3 separate regions of the Mus musculus genome follow, and all the other regions are linked to region 3. A link is a contact called in public Hi-C data. All regions are on one chromosome and are shown on one strand. The core of a region is the stretch at or near the end of the contact, and the rest is flanking DNA. Distances in the headings are between cores, read along the strand shown. Region 1 holds the start of Gnpat (glyceronephosphate O-acyltransferase). Region 2 holds the start of Exoc8 (exocyst complex component 8). Region 3 holds the start of Fbxo31 (F-box protein 31).

Evidence for each region. Hi-C and Micro-C count contacts between places; a contact is called where the count stands out from the background.
Region 1: a contact with region 3 is called in a Hi-C map of CD8 T cells, with 4 times the contacts expected there. The contact joins the promoter of Gnpat here to the promoter of Fbxo31 in region 3.
Region 2: a Hi-C map of CD4 T cells shows a contact between it and region 3, with 2.9 times the contacts expected there. The contact joins the promoter of Exoc8 here to the promoter of Fbxo31 in region 3.

What each region holds. Positions count from the first base shown.
Region 1 is chr8:124,861,608-124,865,080 of GRCm38.p6, reverse strand. Gnpat (glyceronephosphate O-acyltransferase) reads right to left here and starts at 2,048. Exons shown (of 16, transcript NM_010322.3): 1 at 1,769-2,048. The coding sequence starts at 1,843. It overlaps 2810004N23Rik (RIKEN cDNA 2810004N23 gene), which reads left to right and starts at 2,052. Exons shown (of 7, transcript NM_025615.2): 1 at 2,052-2,196. The coding sequence starts at 2,109.
Region 2 is chr8:124,895,875-124,899,066 of GRCm38.p6, reverse strand. It overlaps Exoc8 (exocyst complex component 8), which reads left to right and starts at 1,362. Exons shown (of 1, transcript NM_198103.2): 1 at 1,362-3,192. The coding sequence starts at 1,441. Sprtn (SprT-like N-terminal domain) reads right to left here and starts at 1,173. Exons shown (of 5, transcript NM_001111141.2): 1 at 686-1,173. The coding sequence starts at 909.
Region 3 is chr8:121,576,930-121,580,297 of GRCm38.p6, reverse strand. It overlaps Fbxo31 (F-box protein 31), which reads left to right and starts at 1,492. Exons shown (of 9, transcript NM_133765.4): 1 at 1,492-1,840. The coding sequence starts at 1,543. It overlaps n-TMcat17 (a tRNA gene), which reads left to right and starts at 997; the gene lies at 997-1,069.

The DNA.
Region 1 (3,473 bases), core at 799-3,298, 3.3 Mb before region 3:
TGGTGTACAGAGCACATTCCAGGCACCCTCAGCTACACAAAGTAAACTCTGTCTCAGGGGAAAAAAAAAAAAAAGAAAGCTGCTGTCCAGCCTCCAAAGTGGAAATGTTCATGACCAGTCACCTTACTTATTCACAGAAAGCTGATAACAATTTCATCATAAAAAAAAAAAAAAACCAACTCCTTTCATAAACACGTACAAGGAAAGTTCCAATCAACGCACAAACCCACTTAAAGGCCAAGAAGCTGGAGTTAGAGCTATCAGAACACTCTTCTTTTCCAATGTGCCTGCTTTAGAATAACAGGCTAAAGATGGTGAAGTCAATGACAGAGGTTCCAGCCATAGGCTTTAAGGCTACAGTTCAGATTAATCATAAATCTAAATTTTTTTATGGAACTTAAGAAGTTTGCCCACATTCCAAAAGTAGTTGTGCTAACCAAACCAAACCAAAAGCTGGGCAGTGGTAGTGTATGCCTTTAATCCCAGTACTTTGGAGGCAGAGGCAGAGGCAGGGGCAGGCGATTTCCGAGTTCGAGGCCAGCCTGGTCTACAGAGTGAGTTCCAGGACAGCCAGGGCTACACAGAGAAACCCTGTCTCAAAAAACCAAAAAGAAAAAAAAAAAAAAGAAAGAAAGAAAAGGAAAGGAAAGGAAAGGAAAGGAAAGGAAAGAAAAGAAAATGGTGTTAACTACTGGCATAGCATGGAAATACCCTTTGAAAGGCACTTTTGTCAAGAGTGGTGGTGTAGACTATAATCCTAGCTCTCTGGAGGTGAGGGCATGAGGAATGCAAGATCCAGAAAGCCTGGGGCTTCACAGCTAGTGCCAAAGCCAGAGAACAAACCAAGAAAATCTTGTTTCAAAAATAATTAATTAAGATTTTTTTTAACTCTCCCCCGAGGATGGAGAGATGGCACAAGGGTTAAGGGTCATTCCTTCAGCAACCACATTGGGGCAGCTCACAATCTGTAACTCAATTCCCAGAGCTGGCCTCTGATGCACCAGACACCTCGTGGTGCACATACACACATGCAGGTACACTCATACACATAAAAATAAGCAAATTCTCACCCCACCCCACCCGTAATTGTGCAAACCCACGGAGTGAAAGCACACGAAGTCTCCACCTTGATAATTGCTCGTGAATATTGTAAGTGACCAACACTCTGTTGGAAACCAAACGGGGCAAACCACCAGTTAAAACTAGAAGAGGAAGGAAGTGGGGGGCGGAAGGGGGTAGTGTAGAAGGTAAGTTGGACAGAAAACAGTGGCAATGGGTATCCTACTCAGAAACTTGTGCAAACATAACGAATAGAAGACAGTAATTTCCTGAGGTTCCAAGTAAGAGTTAAAAAAAAAAACTCTACGCGCATATTGTAGCCGAATATTTTTCTCTCTCAGGAATACTTAAGGTAGAGGGCTGGGGAGAAGGCGGGAGGTGGAGACCCAAAAGTCTTCTCGGGCTAGGTCAGGACTAAGATTACTACTCAACAGGCAGAACTCTAATGCTCCCCTCATGTTGTGTGCGGGGGCTCCCGGCCTGACGGGGAGAAGGGACAGAGGGACCGCCATCGATACAAACTTGTAAAAGCAGACGCGTTAACCGAGGCGCAGACACATGGTTGCCGTGGATACCAAGCCACGTACCCAACTGGGTTAGGACCCGCTCTTTAAGACAAGCAAGGGTCGTGGGCTGGGGACATAGGGATCGGGGAGGGACTGTCCTTCCCGCGACGTTGCCCTGGGCCTTGGTCCTCCCAGGCGCCTACCGCATAGAGGAGCACACTGCTAGGGCTGGCCGAGCCGACCGAGAATCGGGAGCTGGAGGAGCTAGGAACGTCCATGGCGCGGCTGCCGTCCCTGGCGGGGCCTGGGCTGGTCTGCTACACGGCTGTAGTGCAGCCGCTGGGGGCGGTTCTTTCGCACGGGGCGGCTCCCGTCTGCCCAGGACAGTGGCACTCCGTACGGCCACTGCACGGGACCCCGGGCACCGCCATCTTAACCAGGCCCGAGGCCGCGCAGGGACCGTGACGCACGCGCAGAAGCCGCGCCGGAAGCGGAAGTGGTGGGCACTGGGCGGGATCTGGGGGGGTCTCCGTGCTGATTCCCATGGCGGCGGAGCACGATTCGGACTCCGTTGAGCCTCCTGGTTCGGAGGCACTCCTGGACGCCGTTCTGCGGACCCTCTACGACCTGGGTGAGCGTAGCTCCTGGGAGGAGGCGGCCAAAGACAGTGAAACGCATCCCGAGGCGGCGGGACCACGGCCCACGTGGTCTCCTGGAGCCATGTCCGCAAGCGCTACCCTCTCCGGGACCTTCTCCCCCACTTGTTGGCCGACCTTTTGCTCTCCTTCTCACTGTGCAGGAAAATAAAATCAGAGATGGTTACTAAAGGCAGGCCACTCGCAGAAGGACAGGCACTGGCAGGCAGAAGAGCTCACGTTGATTGCCTGACTTTTAGAACCAGACACGTAACAAACGCTGTATTGTTTTTATTTTGGAGCGGTTGCTCAAAATTCCAAGCTCACTTACACGATTAAAAAGCAAAAGCAAGCTGAGAACTTGGAAGAACGTACCAGGTGTACATGTACATGCATTTTTGTGTGTTTCCCTCATTAACTGTCAGAGCAACCCATATATGTACACACATCTTCATAAAGGTCCTCCTTAAGAGCTCGAGTCTCAAGGTCTAGGGCCTGATGTCACATTCTGCGCTGTGTTAGGTTCTTTGTGTCCACCGACAACACTTGGCCTCCGACTTTCACAAGTTTGTTTGTTTGGGTTTTTTTTTTTTTTTTCTTTTTGGTTTTTCAAGACAGGGTTTCTCTGTGTAGCCCTGGCTGTCCTGGAACTCACTCTGTAGACCAGGCTGGCCTCGAACTCAGAAATCCGCCTGCCTCTGTCTCCCAAGTGCTGGGATTAAAGTCGTGCGCCGCCGCCACCACCACCACCTGGCTGACTTTCACAAGTTTTAAGACTAATTTTTAAAATCCTAGATACAGTTGATATTCACACATGCAGGAATTCATTACGGTAGTTACTTCCCAGCTACCTGGACTTTACCTATTCATTTTTATATCTATACTGGCAGAGTTACATTGGCCACAAGTACACAGCTAGTATTCAGAAAGCTCCTGGGCCCATACTGTAGGTCAGTACTGAGGCTTAGACGCCTGATTGAAATTTCAGATCACTGTTGAGAGTCTGAGCAGAAGAAACAAACTGAAGATGAGAAATAGAGTAGAAAGTAAAGGTATTCAAATTAAAGCAATTAAAGTTTAGCTGGATTCCCTTTAAATCCAAAACCGAAGGAAAACAAGAAGAACCCGGACATGTACCTGTAACCCTGCAGTGTGGTAAAAAGACATGCTAGTATAGAGGCAAATGCTTTTAACATGGTCCTGGGAACTATGACGTTGATGGCACCGGGTGTGAGGACTAGCGTAATTGTATTACTAAGGGTCAGAGGTGTAT
Region 2 (3,192 bases), core at 113-2,612, 3.3 Mb before region 3:
AGTCACAACAATGGATTAGGGTCAACGAATACAGAGGAGACAGAACAAAAAGCAAACCTTAGTCTGGCATGGTGGTGCAGGCCTTTAATCCCAGCACGTGGAAGGCAGATGCAGGAGGATCTCCGAGTTCCAGGCCAGCCTGGTCTACAGAGTATGTTCCAGGACAGCCACAGATACATAGTGAGGCCCTCTCCCCTCTCCCCACAAAAAAGGGGGTGGGGGTGGGCAGCAAATCCCTAACAGTTCTTGGGCAAGAACTGTTTCACAAGAAAACGTCCCTGATGGGAGGATGGCTTTCCTGAGTGGGTCACTTGGCTTCAGAGAGTTAACACTTGCTAACCCTCACCCACTGTCACCCTCTCCCCTCCGCACAGGCATACATGGGCACTTCTCCCAAAACAGTCACAGGGCTGGTATGAGGTTAGAAGTACACTACGTCTTAGCCTGCTTTACCTCAAGCTGCTATGTGACAGTGTATGTGCGGGGCAGATTACTATCTCGAATAGGATTTCTCAAACTCTGATAAGGGATCCGGCTGGTTCATCACTGAGGGACGTTGGGCCCGGGACTGGGGAGTGGGCACGTTTCCCGGCGACCTCTCCCTGCGCCGCGAGGCGGGGACACCAACGACAATTTAGCGGCCTGGCCCTTCCCGACGTTCCGAGCCGTTCGCGGACGCACTCACAGGGTCATGCGCACACTCCACTTCACCTCCACCGCCTCCAGCTGACCCCAGAAGAAGCGATCGTTAAACTGCAGGAAGAGCGCCTGCAGGTCTGGGGTGGGGTCCACCAGCTCCCAGGACGCGTCCACCAACGACACGGGCTCCCGCGCCGCCGCCGCGCGCCGCGCCATCTGCACGTCCCACTCCTCCTGCAGCCGCAACGCGACCACCAGATCCTCGTCCATCCCGCTACTCCCACCTCGGCCGCTCCCAAGACGCCGGTCGGGCTCGTGCGGCGCACGGATCTCGCGAGGCCTCCCGGCCCTGCTGTCAGGGCGCGCGGGCTAGCCTCGAACGCCTAACCGAAGGTGGCTCGGCGCTGCCCCGCGGGCACAGGCTTAGGAACGCTGGGCTCGGGCTGGGGACGGCTTTAGGCAGCCGGTTGTCTCCTGACAGCCGCTGAGGTCCGGCGACACACGTCAAGTCTGGTCCGTGCCGGACCCTCCTCTGACTTCCGTGCTGGCTCGTCCGCGCACGCGCCTTAAGACGCTGCCGTTTCCGCGCAGGCGCATTGTCCGCACTCCGCCCCGGGCGCAGGCGCAGTGCGAGCGGCTCGACTCTGGCACAGGCGCAATGCAGCGCTCGGCTCCGGCGCAGGCGTTTGGGTGTTGCTCCCGCCCCGCTTCCTCCGCTGCCTTCTCCACCGGGCTCGGGTGGGGCCCGGAGGCGGCGAGTAACAGCCACTGCGGGCCGCGGGAGCAAGACGAGTGGCAGCCATGTCGGACAGCGGGGCGAGCCGCCTGCGGAGGCAGCTGGAGTCGGGGGGCTTCGAGGCGCGGCTGTACGTGAAGCAACTGTCGCAGCAGTCGGACGGCGACCGCGACCTGCAGGAGCACCGGCAGCGGGTGCAGGCGCTGGCAGAGGAGACGGCACAGAACCTGAAGCGCAACGTCTACCAGAACTACCGGCAGTTCATCGAGACGGCGCGGGAGATCTCCTACCTGGAGAGCGAAATGTACCAGCTGAGCCACCTGCTGACTGAGCAGAAGAGCAGCCTGGAGAGCATCCCGCTGGCACTGCTGCCCGCCGCCGCCGCGGGCGCCTCTGCGGGTGAGGACACGGCCGGCGCGGGGCCGCGGGAGCGCGGGGCGGTCCAGGCGGGCTTCCTGCCCGGGCCGGCGGGCGTCCCTCGAGAGGGTTCCGGGACGGGCGAGGAGGGCAAGCAGCGAACGCTCACCACGCTGCTGGAGAAGGTGGAGGGCTGCAGGGACCTGTTGGAGACGCCAGGTCAGTACCTGGTGTACAACGGGGACCTGGTGGAATACGATGCGGACCACATGGCCCAGCTGCAGCGCGTGCACGGCTTCCTCATGAACGACTGTCTGCTGGTGGCCACCTGGCTGCCACAACGGCGAGGCATGTACCGCTACAACGCACTCTACCCGCTGGACCGCCTGGCGGTGGTCAACGTCAAAGACAATCCGCCCATGAAAGACATGTTCAAGCTTCTCATGTTCCCCGAGAGCCGAATCTTCCAGGCGGAAAATGCCAAGATCAAGCGCGAGTGGCTGGAAGTGCTGGAGGAAACCAAGAGGGCCCTCAGCGACAAGAGGAGGCGGGAGCAGGAGGAGGCAGCAGCCCCGCGTGCGCCACCACCGGTCACTTCCAAGGGCAGCAACCCGTTTGAGGACGAGGATGATGAAGAACTGGCCACCCCTGAGGCGGAGGAGGAAAAGGTTGACCTTTCCATGGAGTGGATCCAAGAGCTGCCGGAAGACTTGGATGTTTGTATTGCACAGAGGGACTTTGAGGGTGCCGTGGACTTGCTGGACAAATTAAATCACTACCTGGAAGATAAGCCCAGCCCACCTCCTGTGAAAGAGCTGAGGGCCAAAGTGGACGAACGAGTGCGACAGCTCACCGAGGTGCTTGTGTTTGAGCTCTCCCCGGATCGCTCTCTGAGAGGCGGCCCCAAGGCTACTCGGAGAGCCGTGTCTCAGCTGATCCGGCTGGGCCAGTGCACGAAGGCTTGCGAGCTGTTTCTGAGGAACAGGGCCGCAGCCGTGCACACTGCCATCCGCCAGCTCAGGATTGAGGGCGCCACGCTGCTCTACATTCACAAGCTGTGCCACGTCTTCTTTACCAGCCTCCTAGAGACCGCGAGAGAGTTTGAGACGGACTTTGCAGGCACTGACAGTGGCTGCTACTCTGCCTTTGTGGTCTGGGCAAGGTCGGCCATGGGCATGTTCGTGGATGCTTTCAGCAAGCAGGTTTTTGACAGCAAGGAGAGCCTGTCCACCGCTGCTGAGTGTGTGAAGGTGGCCAAGGAGCACTGCCAGCAGCTGGGAGAGATTGGGCTGGACCTCACCTTCATCATCCACGCCCTGCTGGTGAAGGACATCCAGGGCGCCCTGCACAGTTACAAGGAGATTATCATTGAAGCCACCAAGCACCGAAACTCGGAGGAGATGTGGCGCCGCATGAACCTGATGACTCCTGAGGCCCTGGGCAAGCTCAAGGAGGAGATG
Region 3 (3,368 bases), core at 243-2,742:
GTCAGGGAATAGCTTACAGTGAATGAGCAATGCGGAACTCGCCAGCATTTTGTTTACAGCATCTACACACACACACACACACACACACACACACACACCCCTCTCACAGTTGTTCAGTGAAGGCTGATTGACAGCCCATGAATGATAGACCAGAAGGGTTCATCTTGGAGCAGACAGTCTAGGGTCTCAGCCACATGCCCACAAAGAGCTTACCCTCCCCCGTGGGCATTAACACACGGGGACAAGAGGCAGCGTGTGCTCAGCTACACTTTTACACGATGTTAATATTATCAGGTAATTTAAGTCTTTTTTGTTTTGTTTTGTTTTGTTTTTTACATGAAATCTTGCCGCATAGCTCAGGTTGTCCTGAAAAGTCCCCACCCTCCTGACTCATCTCCCTAAGGTCTAGGATTACAGGCCACCAAGTGGAGCCTTTGCTTAATGCTATTGTTAATCAATCAACGAATGCATTAGGTAATATCTGTTTGCTTGTTGGGATAATTTACTGAGCGGACTGCTAGGAGGCACAGGGTCTCACGTAGCCCAGGCTGGCCGTAAAGTCACTAAGTAGCCAAGAGTGACCTTGTAATTCTGATCCTCCTGCCTTGATCCCCTAGCCCCAAGTTGGGATGAGAGACCGCCACGCAAACGGTTAATTTTAATAATAAAAAATAGGCGATATTGTTATATAGGGTCATTAAGGGCAGAGCTGCGGAGGATACCCCAGACTACTCTTTTCCTGAGAGGGAAGTTTCTAGACGCCTTGTGCTGCGCGGGGCAATGTGAGCTGGAGAGCAGGTTTGGGGACACCAGGAACTCCCACCTCACTGAGCACCAGACCTTTCCTTTTGCAACCAAGGTAATCTTGGCAAGTTAGTTTAGATGTAGTGTTGCTAGGCGACGGTAGCTTTGGTTTATGGTTTCCCTTGCCAGATTTTGTTCATGGCGAGGCCACCACCTGTGCAAAGGCCCTGGCAGCGAGCTTGCTGCTAAGGAGCCTCGTTAGCGCAGTAGGTAGCGCGTCAGTCTCATAATCTGAAGGTCGTGAGTTCGATCCTCACACGGGGCATCCTGCATTGTTTTCTTGCTTAAGGTAAAACCCCTTCGTTCTACCCTGTAAACGGGGTCAGAGGTGGGACTTGTGGGAGGGGTGTGGTCATGCTAGGAGCGGGGCTTTCCGGAGCTGAACCCGGCGACCCTCTTTTAGTGAGCAGCTGGGCGTCCTAAGTTTCTAGCCAAACGTTTTGGGGGCGGAGCCTGGAAATAGGGTGTGGCTCCATACAAGGGCGTGGACCTAACACGTAGGGCGGGGCCTACTGCTCAAGGGGCGGGGCGAAGCGTCTGGGTGGGGCTTGGAAGGGTGGGAGCGTCTAGGGGCGGGGCGAGTCTTCATGGGGGCGTGTGAGGGGTTGGGGTCGGAGGGCGTGGTCACGCTTGGGGTGGAGCTTGAGGAGCCTGCAAGCGGGACTACGGCTGCCTGGCCGCCTGCGCAGAGCGCTGTGCGTGCGCGTCCGCGTGCGCGCCTCCGCGGTGGTGACGGGCATGGCGGTGTGTGCTCGGCTCTGCGGCGTGGGCCCCGCGCGTGGGTGCCGCCGCCGCCAGCAGCGCCGCGGCCCGGCCGAGACTGCGGCGGCGGACAGTGAGGCGGACACGGACCCCGAGGAGGAGCGCATCGAGGCGGGGCCGGCGCGTTGCTCTCTGCTGGAGCTCCCGCCTGAGCTGCTCGTGGAGATCTTCGCGTCGCTGCCCGGCACCGACCTGCCCAGCCTGGCTCAGGTCTGCAGCAGGTTCCGCCGAATCTTGCACACGGACACCATCTGGAGACGGCGCTGCCGCGAGGGTGAGCGGGTGCATCCCCTAGTACGGACACTTGGCCGAGGCAGGAGCATGGTGTGGAGTTCCAAACCAGGCCTGCTGCAGAGTGAGAAAACCAGACAGCTAGCAGGCCAGGGCTGCAGAGTGAGATCCTGTTTTTAAAAATGTCAGACCCCGTCCCCCTAAACCAAACCTACAGCCCACCCTCCCGGTGCAGGAATAATGAGGACGCAAAGCGGCCACAGTCCCATTTGAAGGCCTTACGTCCGTGTACATACATCACGGTACTCAGCCTGAATGGCTTGTTGGTGTGTGTGTGTGTGTGTGTGTGTGTGTCCTGGAGGCTTGCTGTTCCGTGAAGGGAACATCAGGGATTCCACTGCCTGCATGTCACACAGGCTAGTGCTCTGACTGTGTGTGGGCTTCAGCCTTTTCTGTCTTCTGGCCACAGCACGCCGGAGACTGCTTTGTGCATTTTGTAGAAATGCAGGGGATTTACATCTATCTTGTGAAAACCTCTGGGGTGGTTCATCTTCGTGAGCCTGCACTTCTCCAAGTGGGATTGTGGGATGGCAGGCTGTGTGAGGAAGCGGTTTCCCCAGGTCCTCCCTGCTGCAGGGTTCTTGTGTAATTTCACGGTTGACATCAGGGTTCTGGCTTGTCTCCCCTTACCTTCGCACTGTGGGAAGTTGGGGTAATCTTACCCCACGTCTGAGTGGGATTGTGACTTGGGTAGGGGCTTTTATAATAAGTATGCAAAGCCTTCAGTCCTGAACATGACTGGTATGTCTGTTGGCCCAATGTAACGTCCTGTTTGTCTTTTGTCTTGTTTTCTTGTATAAGATCCTCAGTAGTAACCTTTAGTCGCACAGGATGGGTGATGTTTGTTTTCAGCTTCTGTCTGAGCACTGTTCTTTCTTTTTTACAAATTACTCTGTTACTCTGTTTATTGTTATTGTGTGTGTGTGTGAGAGAGAGAGAGAGAGAGAGAGAGAGAGAGAGAGGGGCATGCATGTCTTTGGAGGTTAGAGGACATCTGTTTCTTCTCTGGCAGTGGTCCTCAACCTTCCTATTGCCACAACCCTTTAATACACCTCATGCTGTGGTGACCCCCAGCCATACAGTTATTTTGTCGCTACTTCATAACTGTAATTTTGCTGCTGTTAAGAACTGTAATGTAAACGTCTGTGTTTGCCAGTGGTCTTAGGTGAACCGCTAATGGGTCCTCAGGTTCTCACCGCACAGGTTGAGGACCTCTCCTCTCTGGGTTCAGGGCATGGAGCTCAGGTTGTTGGTCTGTGCAGCAAGGCTTTCTTTGACTGGTGTTCACCTGATGGTTAGCGTGTGCACCTTTGACACCCGGGCACACTCCAGAGTGCTCTCCATTGGTCTGCTGGGCCTGTGCTGATTTTGGGGGAACTCTAGGGGGCCTGGGTAGGTCATTGCTAAGACCAGGATCACAGACTTCTGTGAAACTAGAGATTTCAGAGGGGTGCTCTGGCCATGCTAGCTCAACTGGAGCTTGGGACATACTCCCAAGAGAGTTATGAGCA